7 separate regions of the Mus musculus genome follow, and regions 1, 2, 4, 5, 6 and 7 are each linked to region 3. A link is a contact called in public HiChIP or PLAC-seq and promoter capture Hi-C data. All regions are on one chromosome and are shown on one strand. The core of a region is the stretch at or near the end of the contact, and the rest is flanking DNA. Distances in the headings are between cores, read along the strand shown. Region 1 has its middle 91 kb from the start of Gm17215. Region 2 has its middle 72 kb from the start of Gm17215. Region 3 holds the start of Efnb2 (ephrin B2). Region 4 has its middle 490 kb from the start of Gm17215. Region 5 has its middle 430 kb from the start of Gm17215. Region 6 has its middle 540 kb from the start of Gm24288. Region 7 has its middle 580 kb from the start of Gm17215.

Region 1 (2,700 bases), core at 57-2,556, 1.4 Mb after region 3:
TGATACTTAGAATTTAACCCATAGAATAAGAACTTGGAGACATTTAAGTTAGTGGGACACGGTAGCTAAATTTAGATTAATTGATTCATGTATCATTAAAAAAATGTAGTTTACATTCAAACAATTATTACATTTCACAGTACATTCTTTCATGTCCTTGCCATTACATGTACACATTACTTCAGTGTATATGTACTTAAGTGCACCTTGTGTTGACAATACAGAAAACTAAATGACGTTCATGAAGATTTTTTTGTTTAATGAGTTATATCACAAATCATTCATTCATTTAACTGTGGAATGTGCTCATACCAATTTCTAACTTCCCTCAGATTCTTAAACATAACACAACTTGCTAATATAATATTCTAATATTTTAATTAGATTTGTTTGTATCATTGCTTGTCAACCGAGAACTTCCTTTTGTCCCTTGCAAGGGAAATTTGGGCATATTTGGAGACAATTATTTCTTTCTTGTTCCAAATGTGGTTGGAGAGTGCACTGTCATTAAGAGAGTAAAAGTGACATGCTGCTACGAATTCTAAAATCTGTGACAAAAGAGACCTACTAAAATGTGATGCTAGGGAGTTTGACAACCCTCGCTCCATTGACACAGCAGCCAATGAGTCAAGACTTTTTTTTTAACTTTAGCAAATAAAATACTAAAAAACGTGTTTCCAAATAAAATTATCTCACCATTCATCCTCAGTACATTGTTAAAAACAAAATCATATGCAGAGGCTTATGTACTATATCCAATACAGTAATGTCAGGTTTGGCAGTTGTATTACATACTTCTAAACTTAAAAATAATTCAATCTCTTGCATATGCAAATAGCTAGTTTTGTTTTATTTCCAAGCAGAAACTATCATATAGGGAATCTACTTAGGCTTTTATTATATCCCATCATGTTCATGAGGAGATAGGAAGTTCAAGAGAGTCTTATCACATGCCTTCACAGAGCAGTCACAAGTAACTCAGATAACTGGACAATTTTTTTTTATTTTCTCATTGGGTATAATATTTTTTACATATAAATAAAATTTGGTTATTCCACAGCATAGTAAAGTTGATATTAGTCCTTTGTTATACTGTATTTTAACATTTAAAGAAACTCACTGAAACTCTTAATTAAATACCAGGGAATTTCATTCCTTCAAGTTCGGTTCATTAGCCTGTAAGGCAGACTTTGGCCTTCTATTGTTTATCTTTGTAATGTGTCATTGTTATTTTCCTGATCTGTGTTACCATCTGAAAGCATTTCATGGCATTTTTCATGTGTGTAACATAATACAGTTTGAAGGAGACTGAAATATTATATGGTTCCACACTCAGGAAAATGAGAGGTGGGATTCAGAGCTGTGTCTCTTGTCTAGGTCATTTGGTTGTAGGTGTTAATTTGTCAAGGTATTTCTCAATTAGTTCTCAGAGACTAAGCATTGTTCTCTCTTATTGGATAAGTATTTACGAAAAGACTTAAAGAAAATACTTCCCTGGCAAGTGTTTACTCCCTGTTTCATGTTTGATCTTTTCGCTACAATCTCCTCAGAAAAGCTGGAATCTATTTTCAATGACGACATATGAATGCAGTGCACGTTCTGCGGCCTAACAGATGCCATCTGTAAAAGCATTTACTTTAAATTAGTGGGATAAGTAATCAAAAGGGCTTTGTACTTAATGCAAAACTTTTGGTGACTATTAAATGCTCATTAGAGGGTGTTTTTGCTGTATGACTGTCAAAATCAGCAGGACGCTTATGTTACGTTTCCTGAGTGGGTCAAGATTGAATATGATTTTACAGCCTAAATAACATAAATGGATGCAGGTTATTTCAGCATCTCCAGATGTTTTTTAAACTCGTTACCCCTAAACACAAAACTTAGTGCCGTGTCAAATTCTGCAATGCCATTTTAGTGAAGATCTTAAAAAAATGGGTATTTGTTATCTTTCGGTATACATAGACTGTCCTTCTTCCCCTCAATATTTGGAAATGAAGGAATAGATGCCATCAACAATGCTAAGTGTATTGCAACCAATATTTTATGGAAATACGTGGTCGGGGAACCCAGCAATATTAAATCAGCTTAACTATGCACTTATTACAATAGCTAATTATTTAGAAATTTTAATTATTGTATGATGGCTTATTTACTAGATCGTGTGTGTATTACAATTTGATTGAATCTCTGGAAATATGTCCTTATTACCACTTTGTCTTTAATTAAACATTCAATTGCAGTCTTGTTTAATCTAGAGAGATGCAGTTCATCTATTAGTCTTCTATTGTTATTTTTGTGACATCATTCACAGAAACAATACTATAAGATAAAAAAATACAAAAAACAACTTTTGTTTCACTTAAATAATCATCTTTGTACCAAGTAAATTGTGTCTAGTATCTTGAAGTGAATGTCAATAAATTGTCTTCTTCAAAAAGAATGGTTTGAAGTTCTTTCCTGTGTTGTAGAAATGGCAAGAGAAACATTGGAAGACACATTCAGCTGCTGACAGAAGTGAGGGTAAAGCAGTTACGTGTTGGTGTCACATACAGGCAATAAAGCAATGTTGACCTGAAGTGGAAACAACATTTTTGAATAATCCTGTAACATTCCAAACACATTTTCTTTCCTTATTCTTAAATTGAGAAATGGATATATTGGCAGAGTATCTTGTTTCTCTCTTTTCTTTGAAAATCGTTA
Region 2 (2,700 bases), core at 114-2,613, 1.4 Mb after region 3:
TTGTTACGTTTTTCCAATGAGCAGGTGAGTTTTGTTTATTTAGCTAGTGCATACCACAAGTATATGAGTAGCCTTATATTAGTAAATGAAGATTTGATTTTAAAATTTCTGGTACATGTAAGTTAAATAACCTCAATGTTCATGAACAATAAATAATCTTGATATACATGGAAGTAATTTATAGCATGACATTTTCAAATTCTAAATCATATCTTGTCTATGGAGTAATAATAATTATACCTAGTAAATAGGGGTCAAATTATCACAGTAGAAGGTGTACTAAATGGGTCTTTATTCTTCATTGAATTCTAGTCGTAATTAAATCAAAATCCAAATGATGCCTTTGAGGAGTCTAAGTGAATAGCTTCTACATTATTCTGTCTTACACTTGAAAATCAATTGTCAAATGTTCATTTTCACGTTACCTACATTTGTAAAATTGTCCAAAATTTGACAGAAACTACATCATCCCACATCACATAAAACCTCACTTCTCTATATCAATGATGCTTAACATTAACAGGACACCATTATATCCTGGCTACATTTCCTATAAAATTGCAGAAGAGGGTTTTGTTTTCATGATTAGAAATCTATAATTAAATGAAATTTGAAAATTTTATCAGTATTGCTGTGTTGAACTGCTTCTGATATAGTAAAGGACTATATCACATGAAGATATAATAAATATGTACTACCTATTATATCTGCAGGATACAATAAATGTGTTGCAGGTAAGAGAGATTCTGTAGTCTGCCTATGTGCTGCAGAACTAACCTACTTTTTGACAAATTTACAAGGCAGAACATTTTACTCATCACCCTGATGGTTTAGCCTGATAAGTCACACAACTTGTTCCTGGGGTAGTCTGAGAATAAAGTATTTGAAATAAAAGCCACAATTCTGAACCTCGAGGCCTTTGCCTTCCCCTTTACCAGCACTCCTGCTGCTTGATGAACAAATGCAGTGACCTGTGGGCATAACACCCTTAGACCATGGTGCTGACAAGGCCAGGTTCATAGATCCAACTACTGCAAGGACTCCTTAGCTTTATGCTGCTTGATGAATTTCAAGTGCTCCCTAACCCCAACTAGCTACAGAGCCAACTGCCATTAAGCATAAGGATGCCAGAATGAGAGCGTGGGTTGAGGAGAGAAACTCCTTGCCCTCTTCTGGAAGAAAGAACTCAACATATGTTTCTCTGACAAGGCTCAGTGACTTTATCTACACATGAAGAACATCACTTCTTGGACACAAACCAAATGAGGTCTATTCTCCTCATGCATGGAATGCTATTCAGCTAAGTCAGCTACAGCAGTTCCAGTACCAGGCATTCCCTGCTCAGCACAGCAAAATAGCATATGGCTTTAATTAACAGTACAAACCCTAAATACCAGGTAGCTGAAGCAGTTTCCATGAGTAATTCTTCATAAATCATAGACTGCTAATGACATAACTTTGGTGATCCGCTATTATAGCAAAAGCAGTGAGCATATATGGGTGATATGTTCCATGAAGACAGATGCTTATATAGAATGTAGCTACTAATATGAGTGTATGAAATGTATGATATTAGATGACAATATTAATATCAATAAATTGTCTTTGAAAAGTAAACATAAATATCAAGTATAATGTATGTTATTGGATATTTTCCTTGTTGATGAGGCCCTTAGATAACATGTTAATTTTAACTAATTGAAATACAAAATAACAGATATGCTTTCTTCTATACATCAGTATGACCTCAGAACTCAGTAGAAATTATAATGTTTTCTAGAATTATAAGACCATCCTTTATTCCTAATAGATCTTTTTACAGTTTTTTTAAATTTATGCATATCTGTGTGTAGTTCTGTATATTTGTAGTAGGGTACCTGATGAGGTTATAGGAGTGAGATACACTTGGAGTTAGAGTTGCAGGAGCTTTTGAGTCACCTGTTGTGGTCATTCAGAACATGTTGTTAACAGCTGAGTCATCTGTCCAGCAACCCCTAATATTTTTATATTAAAACATTTTCACATATAGAGGACATTGTTTAAAACTAGGCTTGACATCTGAAAGACCTGTGTAAGTAGAAAAGAGGGAGATTAACAGGGCTGGGGGTGGAAATAGGCAATGTCTAAATTCTGTGAGGTATGGTGATGCCTGTGATCTCGTTTTCATCTTATAGAGATGGCTCTTGTTTGGAAACTCCAATTCAGACTATGTACAGGGAACATTGACGTTCAAAAAACCTGATCTGAAAGGCTGGCTCCTTTTTCAGTACTTTGAACCTATAAACTCAAACTGAAAAATAAATAACACTAATCCATGTTATCACTCCATAGAACCACATCTAGACATATACAGTCAAATTAATCTATTTGCTTTATACTTTTGTAACAGATTCATGTTAGGTAGCCCTGGCTGGCTTGGTACACACTATATATCCCTTAAATTAATTGATATTTTCCTGCTTCAATCTCCAGAGGTATGGATCACCACATTTTAATCTACTCTAGATAAATTAAGAAACAAACTCTATGCATTTATGAATGTGTATATAAATGTATCTACATGTATGTATGTTCATAAATATGTATATATGAAAAATAATTAATGAAAAAGAATCCATACAATTGTCAGAGCTTTAGGGTGTGTATATGGAAAGGCTTTTTAGGAAGGAAATGGAAGCAGAAAATTATGTAATTATTATC
Region 3 (2,700 bases), core at 88-2,587:
AATCCCATCTCCCCACCCACAATCATATTGCAGGCATAGTTAAAAATAGTAATTACAGAAAAGGGTTTCTTAAAGCTGTATTTTGGTGTGTTCAATACATTGTGTTTTGGTCTTAAACGAGTTTTTCCAAACCAATTCGTAGTTGCAGTATACACTAACTTACATTAAGGTTTTTGAAAGTCAACACTTTTTAAAGCTCGAAATTTGTTTTAAAGAAGGATGAAGGGGGCGGGGGGGGTGTTGGGAGTAGTTAGTAACTAAATCATGGGGCTTGTTTTTAAAGATATCGGTGTGGAAACTGCTTAGTTCCATTTGAAGAAGTTCTGGTATTGATGGACAGCATTGTAAGAAGAGACGTGGTTAATTTTTGCTGGGCCATGGGCTGTACATGGGACTGTGCCTTCCACCTACTTTGTTCTCTCTGATAACGGGCATCTTAAGCAAGTGGTTTTCGACTTGGGAATATCTGGATCCTTAAGATTTGATCCTGTAACCGGTAGGCTTGTTCTGAAGTACGGAGAGGCAAAAGTGGGCGCTAGTGGGCGCTGTGGATCCGTAGAAGTCACAGCCGTGGTTCAGTTTTTCAAAATCGGTCTTGGGCAAGCAACCGAGTATCACAACTGCCACTTCTCTGACTGATAGTTGTCCGGGTCACACCTAACTTCCTGGCCACTGTGGGGTCGCGGGGTGTCCCGGGAGCTAGTGAAGAAAAGTCCTCCCAGACGTTGGTAGTGGAGCTTTGGAGGCGCTGTTCTTGCGGGGAGAGGACCGGAAAGGGAGCGGGCGCACGGAGTTGGGTCTCGGGGTCGGGAAGGGCGGCAGACTGGCTCGCACTGCCGGTGGGCTGCTAAGGCTCTCAGCCTCGTGAGAGTCTGATTTGAGTTGCGTCGGACCGGGCCGGAACACTTGGTGCCAGAATCAAGTTAGAAGGCCCTCAGTTAATGGCTCAGAGGGATCCGCCAAGTACCAGGGCGCCATACGCGCGAGGGGCGGCAGGGAGCGAGCGCCACAAGGCGGAACGCTGCGTCCACCACGTCTCGCCCTATCCTAGCGAGGGCACTCGCCAGCACAGGCACTTGCCGGGCGAGGTGACCCTGCTGGTGCGAGTGGCTAAGAGGCGACCAACCCTGTGCCCGGCGCCCAGCGGGGCTCGTCCTGGGGGCGGGGCTCACCTGTCAGGGGCGCCCTACCTCTGGGTGCCCAGTGTCGGGTAGGGGGCGGCAGACTGACGGGAATGCTGCCCAATCAGCGCGCGCTCGCGGCGCGGCGAGCCAATGGGCTGCGTTTGACTGGGCGGGGCCCCGCGTTTATAGTGCTCTGACAGCGCGCCCGGCGCGCTGACTCTCCGCGGCGGGGACAGAGGCACCGGTCGGATCGCGGAGCTGCGCGCAGAGCGGGTCCTGGCGCCCTCCCCGCACACAAAGGCCCGCGCGCGTCAGACGCCTGCGGGGGTTCCAGTGCTCTCCTGACTGCTTAGTGGCCGCGAGTTGCGAGGATTCAGGAGGCGCCCTTTATCTCTGCGCTCCAGGACATGGAACCGCGCCGACGCGGCGCTCGCTTGCCCGGGCCACTGCCCGCTGTCCTGGATCTATAGTCAGGCGGCCCCTCTCGGGGAGCAGCACCCGCCGCCTCACACCGACTCGTCTCTCCGCTGCGGGCCTTTGTCCCGGCCCAGTGCCCTCGCCGCGCCCGCCCTCCGCGGCTGGCCCGGCACCCTGGAGCCGCACGGGAGCCGACTGTCCCAGCTGCGTCCGGCGCAGCGCCCCGGAGCCCCGAGTCCGCCGAGCCGCCGCGCCCCGCGCGTTCGACCCCACCCCGCGCGCTGAGGGACGCGCAGGGTGAGCGCACCTGGCCTCGGCGACCGCGGGAGCGGCGCGGCGTGTCCGCCCCGGAGGATTGGGGGTCGCTGCCCGCGGCCGGTCCCAACGCGTCCCGGAGTGCGCAGAACTGGGAGCGGCTTGGGCATGGCCATGGCCCGGTCCAGGAGGGACTCTGTGTGGAAGTACTGTTGGGGACTTTTGATGGTTTTGTGCAGAACTGCGATCTCCAGATCGATAGTTTTAGAGCCTATCTACTGGAATTCCTCGAACTCCAAGTAAGTGGTGTCCACGAGCCTTCTCTCTTCCGCGGTGCCCTCGGCCGGCGCCCGGGGTACGCTGTATGGTCCGGGCGGGAGGAGGCCTTGGACCCTGTTTCTAGAACCTGGGGCTCCTGTCCCCTATCCCCCACCCTTCCACATTTCTCTAGGTGGGGACCGGTTGATCTTGAGAGCGCGGGTTCCAAGGGTACTCTAATTAGGCTCCAACCTCAAGTGCTCTAGGAGTCCCAAAGCCCTGGCGACTTGGTGGCATGCCCGGTAAGGTGTCTGATGGCGCTACCCGGCCTCCTTTCTTTTTCGAGGACGGAGGACGTTGCCACTAACGGGGCTACAGACACACATTGGCGGGCTCCGAGAGATGCTGCGCTTGCGAGGAGCGCGGGAGCCACGGGCCGGGGCCCAGCGAGAAGGCGACAAGAACTGAGAGTCTGGGGTGGTGGAGCGTCCCTTAGAGGAAGGGAGCTGGGCCCGGGGCGTCCCTGAGCCGGGATACCTCGGCGCCTTCTTGCTAGCCCGAATGTGCGCGGGGAGCTCGATGGCTCAGCCAGAGAGCTCAGGCGGCGAGCTCTCTGCATGTCGGCCTCTCCCTTCGCGTCGGAACT
Region 4 (2,700 bases), core at 93-2,592, 1.8 Mb after region 3:
TGTGATGATTGCATAAATCATCTATATATTTACATTAATTAATTAATTAATTAATTTTAAAACAAATAAATACCTAAAGAAAATTTATTGCTTTATATTCCACTTAAATCACATAAAAGGGGGCTGGTGAGATGGCTCAGTGGGTAAGAGCACCTGACTGTTCTTCCAAAGGTCTAGAGTTCAAATCCCAGCAACCACATGGTGGCTCACAACCATCCGTAACAAGATCTGACGCCCTCTTCTGGAGTGTCTGAAGACAGCTACAGTGTACTTACATATAATAAATAAATAAATCTTAAAAAAAAAAAAATCACATAAAAGTACAAAAGACTATTAAAACTTTCTTAGAGTAACAGAGTCTTAAAAACTAAATTTAGTTCAAAATTTAATTCCTTATTAATTTGATTTTAATTGACCTAACATTATCTCCTCTTAACTCTTATGTCAATGAAAACATATATTGGCTAGCTAACTAATGAGAAAATTGAACATCAGTGTCAAGATCATTTTTTATTTGTGTCACATCATCCTGAAATTTACAGTTGAATATAATTTTGAGATTCATCTGAGCATTTTATACTTTTAAATTCTGTGAGAAATAAATTTTCCTTGAGGGCAGTACCTTGATTTATTCTGAAAAAAAAAAAAGAAACAAGTGAATTACTCTGTTGATACACATTTAGACCTGGGAATGGATCTAATAGAAATCATTAAAAATCAAAGTGAATAAAAGTAGCTGGGTTAGCACTGTGTCTCAAGCCACCTCTGATTCATTGTAGTGTCAGTGTGTGCGTGAGTGTGTGTGTGTATGTGTGTGCGTGAGAGTGTGTGCGTGTGTGTGTGTGTGTGTGTGCGTGAGTGTGTGTGTGTGTGTGTGTGTGTGTGTGTGTGTGTGTGTGTGTTGTGTGTGTGTTGATGTGTGTGGGAAAGCCTGAGAAAGTGACAGGAGTGACACTGATGAATGTGGGAAGGGCATGTGATTTTTTTTTTTTCTTTTGGCTGAATTTTTTTTTTTTTTGAACCCTCTCCATGTCTGCTTTGCAGGAAGTGACAATCTTTCCTGCTCTTAGAGAAAATGATTGTATCAGGCCAAAAGACAGGCTTTTAATAATGAAACCAGTTGTTTGTATCCACTTTCCATTGATTTTTTTTTTCAAAATATCATTATACCAGCAGAGAAATTCCTTGCCACCCCATGTCATTAGTTTCAGACAGCCTAAACCACTTTGGTATGAAAGATTTCATCTTCTGACTACTGCGAAAAGGCAGTCACTCACCTCATCCCAACTGCTGGTTTCTGTTTCTCCCTCTCCTCCAACCACTTCTTGCTCCTCTCCTGGTGTCCTTCTGGCCTCCCTCCAACTTCAAGTGCAACAGGAAGCTGCAAATCAATGCCTTATGGTAGGAGCTGGTGGCCCCTTTCCAGCATGCTTACTTGCATGCAGAGAAATCTCTGAACTTCATGATTTCCTAGTCTTTAAAAAGGCATATTCAAGCTGGGCAGTGGTAGTACATGCCTTTAATCTCAGCACTTGGGAGGCAGAGGCAAGCAGATCTCTTAGTTCAAGGCCAGCCTGGTCTACAGAGTGAGCTCCAGGATAGCCAGGATTACACAGAGAAACCCTGTCTCAAAAATAACAACAAAAAAAAAGCATATTCAGTTAGTATCTGTTTATATTTCTGTACATTTGTGGTAAATGATGTGATTGCCTCTTCTATATTAGATGCTACATGGTGCCTTCATATTAATGTTTTTATCATTTATTCAAAATTATAGAATTTTGAATTAAGCACACCTATTCACAATTTTTTGTTTTACCCAAACAGATCTTTGTATTAGTTTTGATGTTATTTTTGGAGAACTCAAGAAACACGAGCAGGCATATCTTTTGGGAAAATGTAGCAGTCCCTTTTACAAACATGGTGGATTTAGTACAGTGACGACTGAGCTAAATCACTTAAGCACTGATGCATATCACAAGTACTTCACCCAACCTCAAACTTTGCAAGATATCTTCTTTAAATTTAGAAATATTTACCAAACAGCCATAAATTAGAATACCATATCAAGTAATGGGAACCAGTGATTTACTGGCTTCATTTGTGGTAAATGCTATGTATTTGCTGAATTTCCATTTTAATATTCTAACTCAAGCAATGACACACCATGGGGATGCATTAAGAAATCCCTTCTTACATTGTTGATTTTGACTGGGAATGTTAAGGAAAAGAGTGTAAAAAATCAGCAGAGCTACGGACAAAAAAATAAAAATATATATGCACTCAAACTGAACAATGAAAGTAGCACAGTGTTGTGGAGGCTGGAAGAAGGTTTGAAGTCTCATACTGCAGAGCTGAGGGCTACAAAAGTGTGTAAGCCTATCTGAAAAAACATGAAAAGAACATAGTGCAGAGAATGAAAGAAGCATTAACAATTTAATACTGAAAACTAGTCATCCATAGGAACTTAAGTACTGCATTTGGAAAGCCTACTATGATTTTAATTTCTTCATCAGAGAGGGAATGCTGTCCCTGGATGGACTATGAATATACTCTTGCAATCTCATGCCAGCCTCATTTCATGGCCCAGTTAACCTGATTCAGATTGATGATCTTGTTTGTACCCTATAACACTGAAATCAGTCACAAGTGACAAGGTATTTATTTTGGAAGCAGTCTACCAATTTTCCAAATACAAAG
Region 5 (2,700 bases), core at 115-2,614, 1.7 Mb after region 3:
TTTTCTTACGCTTTCCTATGAAATAAATCCCACCAAGAAACACATCATCCCTGAGCCCGAAGGATCATGGAAGCCTGTACCTCATACATGAATTTGATACATGTAATTTTCCACATTGGGGTGGTGATTTTCCAGATTGGCTCTTTATTTTCATTGATAGCAATGATTTTTATCAGTTCCATGGGATCACTAGAACATATGGAATTCTTTCATTTTAAAATCCTTGTAAAAATCTTTTAAAGTTTTAACAACTGTGATTTGAACTATCACCGCTCATAACTGGGATAGCTGTCACATGATTCTACCAAAGCTTTATACTTTCAGCATTTGCTCTAAATGACTTTTATTTAGTGTTCTCCTCCAAATTTTGTGCTAGAAACATTTTCGGAAGGGATGGTAAAATAGATAGTAATAAAATTATATAATAGATTAAACACATGTTGGCACGTAGTACCCTGTTTCACCTTAGAAACAAACCTAAAATAAGTCCCCTTGGTATTTATTTGCAACTTAGCATAACTCTTTATGCATTAAAGATCAACAAGGACTTTTTATTTTTTTTGTGTTAGTTAAGCAAAATTTACTAAGCTTAGACAGGATCATAACATCAGTTGCTCTTTTTTTAATGTGATTTTTATCTTGTCTAGCAATTAATTCTCAATTTCAGTACCATATTTTTAGTGTATACCAAATATTGTTACATGTATTCAAATGTTTAAACTTTAAAAGAAAAAGAGATCAATTATTTTGTCACACACATGTATTTCTACATGTACAAAATGTGGGAGAGAAATTCATCAATTACCTTGTAGGATAAAGACACTCTTAAAGATTAGTTGAAAAAGGAATAAGAACCAGAAGGAAGAATATGAGGAAGAGAAGTCAGAATAGAGCAGGCAGGTTGATGAATGAAAAAACACAAAGATAAGTACATATATCACATTTGATAATAAGTTCATCAAATTCAACAATATACAATAATCATTTGTGGAAATTTCCATAAGTTACATTATTTAGTAGTGTTTACATCTAAACTTATTGTTTAGATGTAAACTGTTATTTGAAATGAATGGTAGAGAACTGAATACTTGAACCTGGTGACGTTGCTCTCAGACAATAGAGAAAAAAAGTAAAATGCTGCTTTGTGCTCACTTAACATTTCCCCCCTGTGCTTGCAAGAAGTTAAAGGACAGTATGTGAAAAACCAGTAGTAAAATATCAAAAATCTTCATGACTAAACAAGCGATTAATGATCAGAGAGAACAACGCATTTCGGAATCCTTTTATCCGGTCTTTACTATGTGCCTAAGTCTGCGAATTGAGGCAACTGCTGAAATTGATCACAGCTGTAAGCCTTTCATCAGAAGCAGATGCTTCATCTGTTAGAGATGTGGATGGAGCTCATGCTGATTTTCTCCCTAGGTTAACCCTTACTCTGGCTAATGGAAATGCTGTCTAACATTCCCCTCCTTGAAACTATTTTTATCGCTATCTTGATACATTTTCGATATTCATACATTACAGGGTGCCCAATTTTCCTGTTTATTTTACTAATTGTTAGAACTTCCTGATTCAGAAAGTAGGGATAGAAAGATCAACTTCAAATAATGTTTTGAATCCTTTCAAAAATATTCAATGTGCATATTTGTTTGTGTGTGTGTGTGTGTGTGTGTGGGTGTGGGTGTGTGTGGGTATGTGGGTGTGTGTACAGATATATGTGTACATTACCTAAATATCAATTCACTAAATTAATTTAAAATGAATATATTTACCATATTTTAAGACAAGAAATGGTAGAAAGCAATGCAATAAAGCAAAAATCTGTTACCCATTCAGCTCAACTAAAATACTTGGCAGGTTCCTTTGTATGGCATGAGTAATTTAATGATCAATGGATATAAAATAAAGCCAGCCTGCATTTTTCACATATGCTTTTCTTTTGAAGAAATACTAGGAAATATGCATGTCTGACAAAGCATTTTCATTATACTTAACAAACGTTGGTTTTCTTAATTTTTAAATAGTGGTTTGAATGCTTTAAAGATGGCATTATTTTTTTTTTTACTAATTTTTGTTTATTTGTGTGTTTGAGGAATTCTGTGCATGCCACATTTTATGTAAAGATTTCAGAAGATAGCATACAGAATTTACTTTGTCACTATATTGTTTATGGATATTGAACTGAAGCTGTCAGGTGTGAGGAGAGCCTCTATTTAATGAAACATCCATGGGTTCCTGGTGTGAATTTGTTATCCATCTTTGTTATAATTTTTTACTTTCTATAAACTTTTCTCATTAATCTGGTCAGCAAAGACTAATTCTTCCAAATGCAGTAGCTGATGTCTTTCTTTTTCTTACCATTGTCCTGAATTGTTCTCCTTAATATTTCCATTTGGTTAAAATTAAAGATTTACATAATTAGAGATCTGCCATCAATTTACAGTGAGAATGGATAAACAAAATATCAGGCCTGATAGCTCACTGGGAAAAATTTAAAATAAAATTCCTCCATTTGTTACTTAATAATGTGTAGAGTAAGAACATAAAATCTATAAAGTTGTTGGTGTCATGTTGTCATTTGGCTTTCATGCTTCAAATGCATATACAGATTATAGTAATGCATGCAACTTGAACAACCTTACTGACTCAAAGTTCACTCACTTACTCTTCAGAGATGGTAGCAAGGGTATGTTTTCTTCT
Region 6 (2,700 bases), core at 126-2,625, 1.9 Mb after region 3:
TCTCTCTCTCTCTCTCTCTCTCTCTCTCTTTCTCTCTCTCTCTACTCCAGTCTTCTATAGGTACTCCAAGTTAAACATACAAATCTAAATACTGGAACCTAGTATCTATATATAAAAAAGCATGCAGAATATGTTGTTCTGGATCTGGGTCACCTCACTCAGTGAGTTAGAACTGAAAGTTTGATATTCAGTGACCTTAAGTCAAGTCTATGAACATTGAGATGAATAGCATTAACAAAAACAAACATTCTTTTAACACATAGCATCTTCACTGATACATTTTAACAACTTTAAAAAAAAATAAGGCATACCCTATTACCATAGTGTGTAAAGTTTATTTGCTTTTGTAACCAGTTGTTTCACTATTAAATTTTATACCATAGTGAGTAACATATTCTTTCTTCTAGATTCAAAGAGAAAAGGGTGGTAGAGATTGTGGGAAATAAGGGGATACATTGTTTAAATGTAAATATAAAAAAAAGGATAAGATTAAATATTACCATCATGTATCCTCTCTCCAGGCTTGTCATTCTAGACAAGGACTAAACTTAAAACTCTTGAACAAGCACAAATAGGAAAACTATAGAATGGATGATACATTGAGTAAAACCAAAGGAAACTACTGAGTCTAAATGAATGAAGAAACAAGTAAACCACTTGAAATATATGCTGAAGAAGATTAGTAATGAGGATTAAAGGACAACAGGGGTTTCCAGAAGGTAACAGATGATATAGTTACATTGTGTCAACTACCACCCTCTAAAGAATGTCTTCTTGAAGAGAAAAAAATAACCTTAAAATAATGTTCTCTGTGGGAAAATGGCATTGATATTAATGCAATTTCCCCATTGAAATAGAGTTAAACAATTATTGGTGAAAAAGAGAATATCTTGTGAATATCTTTAATTATCGATCAAAGCCATTCATACACATTGATAGAGCACAAGCCTATATAATTTGGGACATTATTTCCAAATGTATTGGGACAGAAATAATGTTCATCTACTTAGATAATTTCTATGTTATATTTGATGTCACTGGTTAAGTAAAAATATCCCTGGGAAACAAACTAGGAATTATGAAGCTCTGGCAAAGGTGCTTGAACAATTCACATGGTGATTTCACTGAGAACATTCAACATTGAGCAGTGCCCTTGATTCACTACAAAGCTCCAATTTTCCATAGCATATTTTAGACGAAGTGGAAATTATCACAAAAGCCTCAATTAAAATTGGACTGTTATTCAGAATATCATTGCTCCTTGCAAAGAAAGAGAACAGCTCATCATCAATTCTCCCCTCAGTACCTAGCATGCCCCTGGCAGTCTGACGTTAGCGTTGATCTAGGACTTGGATCCTGTGGTTTCCTGTTCTTAACAGATGTCTTGAAACAATGTTCAGATCTAACATCAAACCATTGGTGGCATGGGTAACTTTCGCTTGGGAGGGGTGTCTTTGTTCTTTTGTTAATAATTTTATTTATTTACATTCAAGTTGTAGATAACATTCAGAATCTCCAATTTTAAGGACATCTGAGCTCATGAGACATTAACAAATAGGTATAGGTTATTTTAGTCTTCATTTCTATAACATATATGATTTTTCTTCTTAATTTGAAAATTTATATTTTTGAAAAATGTAACTACCTATTATAGTAAGGATTTATTGAGCTGGACGTTAATACATCTTATTAGTTTTAAAAATATTTAAGACAAATATTAATGGAACTAATACTTTTTTATTAGCTATGTATTAATTTATTTTTCTATTGAGCTTTGAGAAGAAAAGACTTTGTACTATATAAACTGAACATTCATAATCTATGCAAGATTAACTTGTCATCAATTAATGATGGAAAACTTTAACTTTTTCCTAAGGATGCTGTAATATTAAGGTGTAGGCAAATGGCTGATTGGATAAAGTAATATCATGTAAGAATGAGGACTTGAGTTTGATCCCAAACCCATGTAACAGACAGACATCACAGTGGCATCAATTCTCATCCTGGGACACAAAGATAGACAGAACTCAGGGGCTTGATGGCCACTCAATAATCGAGGTTTAGTAAGTGTCTGTCTTCAGGAATAAGTTGGTGAAGACGAAGGAGATACCCTGCAGTGACTTCTAGCATCTCCACCTGGATGCATGGCTGAGTGCACCTGCTCACACATCTGCACAGACACAACTACATTGCTTACCCAAGCATTGCTATAGTCGTAGGTGAAACAAATATTTTTGTGTGTTACACAGTTTATGTTATAGACCTATTCTCAAGTGAAGACTCTATGCTGTAAAGCGATTATAAAAAGAAAAAAAAAGCATTTCTTGTTCTCTACTCATACTGAGGTGACTAAACATCTCCATAGCACACAAAAGAAGAACATTTAGTACTGTTCGGAGGAGAGCTGGTATCTGCAGGGGTCGATGTACAGCAAGCATTACAGCTCAAGCTTGGCCCTCTTCTTAGGGTTCTATTTTTATTAGTTCACTTAATGTAGGACTCAGATTTAGTAAGGCTGGTTTATTACTCATAATGAAAGAAATAATAAAAAAGAGCATCTATGCCATAGGCTCAACACCAGTAGTTAGACACTTAATATTTAATTAGTGATATGAAAATAAGAATTTGCTGAACAAATGAAAGATGTGTGCGAACTGTGCCTGTCAGTATGTTTAACCCACTCTCATAGGGTCAAGCCTT
Region 7 (2,700 bases), core at 152-2,651, 1.9 Mb after region 3:
GGTCACTGCTTCACTGTGAGATAGACTATCAAGGAAAGGATGGATCTCATTGACCACAATTTATATCTGTGTTCAAAGCATAGCTCATAACTCTTCTCTCTAAAGAATATAGCCACAAATCCATAAATCTTTTGATTTAAATATTCTACAAACTCTGTAGATAAGCATGTGAATAGAGATATGGATACATTATATGTACCACAAATCTCCATCATTCATTCCTATTCAATTTAAAATGTCTTTTAAAAAAAAGAAAAAAAAAGAAAGCTGTAAAAAGTTTTACTGGTTTGTTAATGTAATATCTATGGACACAAAAAATTAACTCATAAAAATGATAGTGTACTAAGTCTATTTTGACATGAGATTCCAACACAAAATGTAGAATGGCTGTTTAATTTGCCTAAGATCACACTACTATTTGGTAAAGTTGGACATAGATATAGATGGGTTTAACAAGGGCTAACTTATGTTACCTTACTAACTTCATGAATGGAGTCCACTTTAGATAACACTTTACCATCCAAGTAGAGAAAAAAACTTTACCTCACCAAATGTTAAAGCAAGAAATAATGGTTATGCTTTGGCTTAAACATATCTTAAATAAGAAATATATTCCAGTTTCAGTTTTAAAGCATATTTCATCCTATTGAAATGTTCACAAGAACTAAGATACCTACAAGAAATTTTCTTTTGCCATTTTATTCTGAAGAAGTTTCTAAGTTTAAATTTATCACATAAGTTTCTGTATATAAAGTAACTAGCTGAGTCTATTTAATAATTTATTCATGGAGAAGTCATGCTCACAATATGTACTACAAGGTTAGTGTACTGTACTGCACACCACTTGTCAAACTCTTTGCCATTACAATAAAAGGGAAAAGAGGGAAATTAGTAAGTAAACAAGGAGGAAAGAGAGAGAGAGTGAGGAGGGGAGGAGGGACAGAGGGAGGGAGAGGGAGGGAGTGAGAAAAGGAATGACAGAAGAAGAGAACAAGAGGGAGGAATAAAAGAAAAAAATAGACTTTTAAAATATTATTAGGAGTTAAATTTGGAGGTCTTGAAGTCTGAGTGTTTTATGAGTGGATAAAGTTATGCTTCTCTTTGGGTAGTTCAGAATTACATTCCAGGTGTGAATAACCTCAGAACAGGGGGACTCTGCAAAATACATTAGCTGTAAATTTCTAATAAGAAACAGATTTTTATTTGTGAGGAGAGTTGGTGTGGGAATTTGAATTCCACATCCTCCTGTTACAGTTTGCTCAGCAATGCTATGTTTGGGTACAGTGGAGTGGAAAGTGGCGTGGAATTGCCCATAGTCTTAACATCTAACAACAGCTCATTGTGAGTGTGGACCATAGTTCCCATTAGACCTAGAGGCTGGATGTCTGCCTGATTGATCTGATCCCATAATGCAGCGAAGGAAAAGCATTACAGAAACAAAATGTTTTTACCTCAGTCCCTGTCTTCCTTCAGTTTCCTACTGCTGTTCGATCCTCATATGAAGTTAGCATTGGTTATTTGGATTCAGAGTTGAAATAATAATATAAAACATGATGAAACTTTCCTCGGCTCCAGCCTCTGTTGCTTTTCCTATTAATCCCCCGTGTTATGAATATATTGCAGAGAGGACGTAATGCCGGGTTCTAAACATGTGTATTAGAAAACAGTAGTGAAAACCACCTATTATTTTTAGTAAAATTAGTGCTCATTTTAGCACCTGTCTCTCCAGCCTCATTGACCAACAGTGTGGTATTTGTAATTGTTTATGACATATCACTTCTGGACACTTTACTAGAGTCTCTTTTCTTTCTGTTTCCCTTTGTGCTCTAGACAAGCTCATTTAAAAGCCTTTTAAAAAACATAATTTATGACACACACACACCCCAATTATTTTAGATATCACACCTTTCCACATAGTTCTGGCTGCCTCGGGTATTACATAGTCTTGCCTGACCTTGATTGTGCTTCAGTCCTTCTGATTCAGCCCACAATGTGCTAAGATGACAGGCATGGCCCTTAACTCATAACTTGAAGTTTTAACAGATTACAGAACAGTTTGGCTGCCCATTATACAGAACTGCTACTGCTAGAGACTAGAACCTCTAATGTGAAACATCTATTACCCTCTGATAAAGAGCTTCTATACTTCAGGCTAAGAGTGACACAAGACTGTGGTTATAGCCATACAAATTTTTTGTTAAACATATTGTTATTGTATGTTCATGTGTATTTATGGGGAGCTCTAATGCATGTGGGAGATATATATTGAGAGATATAAAGATAGATAGATAGATAGATAGATACATACATACATACATACATACATACATACATACATGTATATAGATACATAGATACATAGTTACATAGATATATAGATACATAGATACATAGATACATAGATGCCATGATATACATGTGGATATAGAGGAAAACTAGGTGAAGTCATTTCCTTCTTTCCACCTTTACATGGATTCAAAAGACCAAACTAAGGTGGTCAGGTTTTTGCAAGAAGCATCTTTTACAATCTGAACCATCCCACTGTTCATAAGTAAATAATTGAAAGGAAGTTGACAGCATGTCCACTTAAAAAACAACAGTAGCATGATCCCTCACCCCTAAACTATAACACCATCATATGTAGCGCGTGCTGTGGTAAGACTAAGATTAACACAGCCATAAAGTTAATGTTTATCTCTT

The links. Promoter capture Hi-C pulls out the DNA fragments that hold promoters and counts their contacts. HiChIP or PLAC-seq counts read pairs in DNA pulled down with a chosen protein or histone mark.
Region 1: a contact with region 3 is called in an H3K4me3 HiChIP or PLAC-seq map of craniofacial prominence, with 10 times the contacts expected there. The contact joins the enhancer-like site here to the promoter of Efnb2 in region 3. A contact is called at or near these places in 7 of 39 promoter capture datasets (cranial neural crest, frontonasal cranial neural crest, hippocampal neurons and 4 more), 8 of 115 datasets of contacts at active chromatin or transcription factors (craniofacial prominence, embryonic forebrain, embryonic limb bud and 2 more) and 1 of 9 other capture datasets (embryonic stem cells).
Region 2: a contact with region 3 is called in an H3K4me3 HiChIP or PLAC-seq map of embryonic limb bud, with 7 times the contacts expected there. The contact joins the enhancer-like site here to the promoter of Efnb2 in region 3. A contact is called at or near these places in 9 of 39 promoter capture datasets (the 3T3-L1 cell line, 3T3-L1-derived adipocytes, cranial neural crest and 5 more), 1 of 484 Hi-C or Micro-C datasets (neural progenitor cells), 8 of 115 datasets of contacts at active chromatin or transcription factors (craniofacial prominence, embryonic forebrain, embryonic limb bud and 4 more) and 1 of 9 other capture datasets (embryonic stem cells).
Region 4: an H3K4me3 HiChIP or PLAC-seq map of embryonic forebrain shows a contact between it and region 3, with 11 times the contacts expected there. The contact joins the enhancer-like site here to the promoter of Efnb2 in region 3. A contact is called at or near these places in 9 of 39 promoter capture datasets (the 3T3-L1 cell line, 3T3-L1-derived adipocytes, cranial neural crest and 4 more), 2 of 484 Hi-C or Micro-C datasets (cerebellar granule neurons and myocytes), 7 of 115 datasets of contacts at active chromatin or transcription factors (SST interneurons, astrocytes, cardiomyocytes and 4 more) and 1 of 9 other capture datasets (embryonic stem cells).
Region 5: an H3K4me3 HiChIP or PLAC-seq map of neural tube shows a contact between it and region 3, with 10 times the contacts expected there. The contact joins the enhancer-like site here to the promoter of Efnb2 in region 3. A contact is called at or near these places in 8 of 39 promoter capture datasets (the 3T3-L1 cell line, 3T3-L1-derived adipocytes, cranial neural crest and 5 more), 1 of 484 Hi-C or Micro-C datasets (cranial neural crest), 8 of 115 datasets of contacts at active chromatin or transcription factors (SST interneurons, astrocytes, embryonic forebrain and 5 more) and 3 of 9 other capture datasets (adipose tissue, embryonic stem cells and liver).
Region 6: a contact with region 3 is called in a promoter capture Hi-C map of hippocampal neurons, with 9 times the contacts expected there. The contact joins the enhancer-like site here to the promoter of Efnb2 in region 3. A contact is called at or near these places in 10 of 39 promoter capture datasets (the 3T3-L1 cell line, 3T3-L1-derived adipocytes, cranial neural crest and 5 more), 1 of 484 Hi-C or Micro-C datasets (reprogramming fibroblasts) and 3 of 115 datasets of contacts at active chromatin or transcription factors (embryonic forebrain, large pre-B cells and neural tube).
Region 7: an H3K4me3 HiChIP or PLAC-seq map of embryonic limb bud shows a contact between it and region 3, with 10 times the contacts expected there. The contact joins the enhancer-like site here to the promoter of Efnb2 in region 3. A contact is called at or near these places in 5 of 39 promoter capture datasets (the 3T3-L1 cell line, cranial neural crest, hippocampal neurons and 2 more), 5 of 484 Hi-C or Micro-C datasets (the C2C12 cell line, cardiomyocytes, cerebral cortex and 2 more), 6 of 115 datasets of contacts at active chromatin or transcription factors (the NIH/3T3 cell line, embryonic forebrain, embryonic limb bud and 3 more) and 1 of 9 other capture datasets (embryonic stem cells).

Annotation. Positions count from the first base shown.
Region 1 is chr8:7,288,512-7,291,211 of GRCm38.p6, reverse strand. No RefSeq gene overlaps it. Among named protein-coding and RNA genes, the nearest start is that of Gm17215, 91 kb to the left of the region's middle. Within about 2 kb of position 1,306, at least 5 of the 459 cell types and tissues checked have an H3K27ac peak or open chromatin away from gene starts, as enhancers often do. A contact at or near this core is called in craniofacial prominence, embryonic limb bud and second pharyngeal arch cranial neural crest, where this site is marked.
Region 2 is chr8:7,308,019-7,310,718 of GRCm38.p6, reverse strand. No RefSeq gene overlaps it. Among named protein-coding and RNA genes, the nearest start is that of Gm17215, 72 kb to the left of the region's middle. Within about 2 kb of position 1,363, at least 4 of the 459 cell types and tissues checked have an H3K27ac peak or open chromatin away from gene starts, as enhancers often do. A contact at or near this core is called in embryonic limb bud, where this site is marked.
Region 3 is chr8:8,659,879-8,662,578 of GRCm38.p6, reverse strand. It overlaps Efnb2 (ephrin B2), which reads left to right and starts at 1,337. Exons shown (of 5, transcript NM_010111.6): 1 at 1,337-2,095. The coding sequence starts at 1,965.
Region 4 is chr8:6,890,328-6,893,027 of GRCm38.p6, reverse strand. No RefSeq gene overlaps it. Among named protein-coding and RNA genes, the nearest start is that of Gm17215, 490 kb to the left of the region's middle. Within about 2 kb of position 1,342, at least 1 of the 459 cell types and tissues checked has an H3K27ac peak or open chromatin away from gene starts, as enhancers often do.
Region 5 is chr8:6,953,090-6,955,789 of GRCm38.p6, reverse strand. No RefSeq gene overlaps it. Among named protein-coding and RNA genes, the nearest start is that of Gm17215, 430 kb to the left of the region's middle. Within about 2 kb of position 1,364, at least 5 of the 459 cell types and tissues checked have an H3K27ac peak or open chromatin away from gene starts, as enhancers often do. A contact at or near this core is called in neural tube and second pharyngeal arch cranial neural crest, where this site is marked.
Region 6 is chr8:6,762,201-6,764,900 of GRCm38.p6, reverse strand. No RefSeq gene overlaps it. Among named protein-coding and RNA genes, the nearest start is that of Gm24288, 540 kb to the right of the region's middle. Within about 2 kb of position 1,375, at least 5 of the 459 cell types and tissues checked have an H3K27ac peak or open chromatin away from gene starts, as enhancers often do.
Region 7 is chr8:6,801,827-6,804,526 of GRCm38.p6, reverse strand. No RefSeq gene overlaps it. Among named protein-coding and RNA genes, the nearest start is that of Gm17215, 580 kb to the left of the region's middle. Within about 2 kb of position 1,401, at least 3 of the 459 cell types and tissues checked have an H3K27ac peak or open chromatin away from gene starts, as enhancers often do. A contact at or near this core is called in embryonic limb bud, where this site is marked.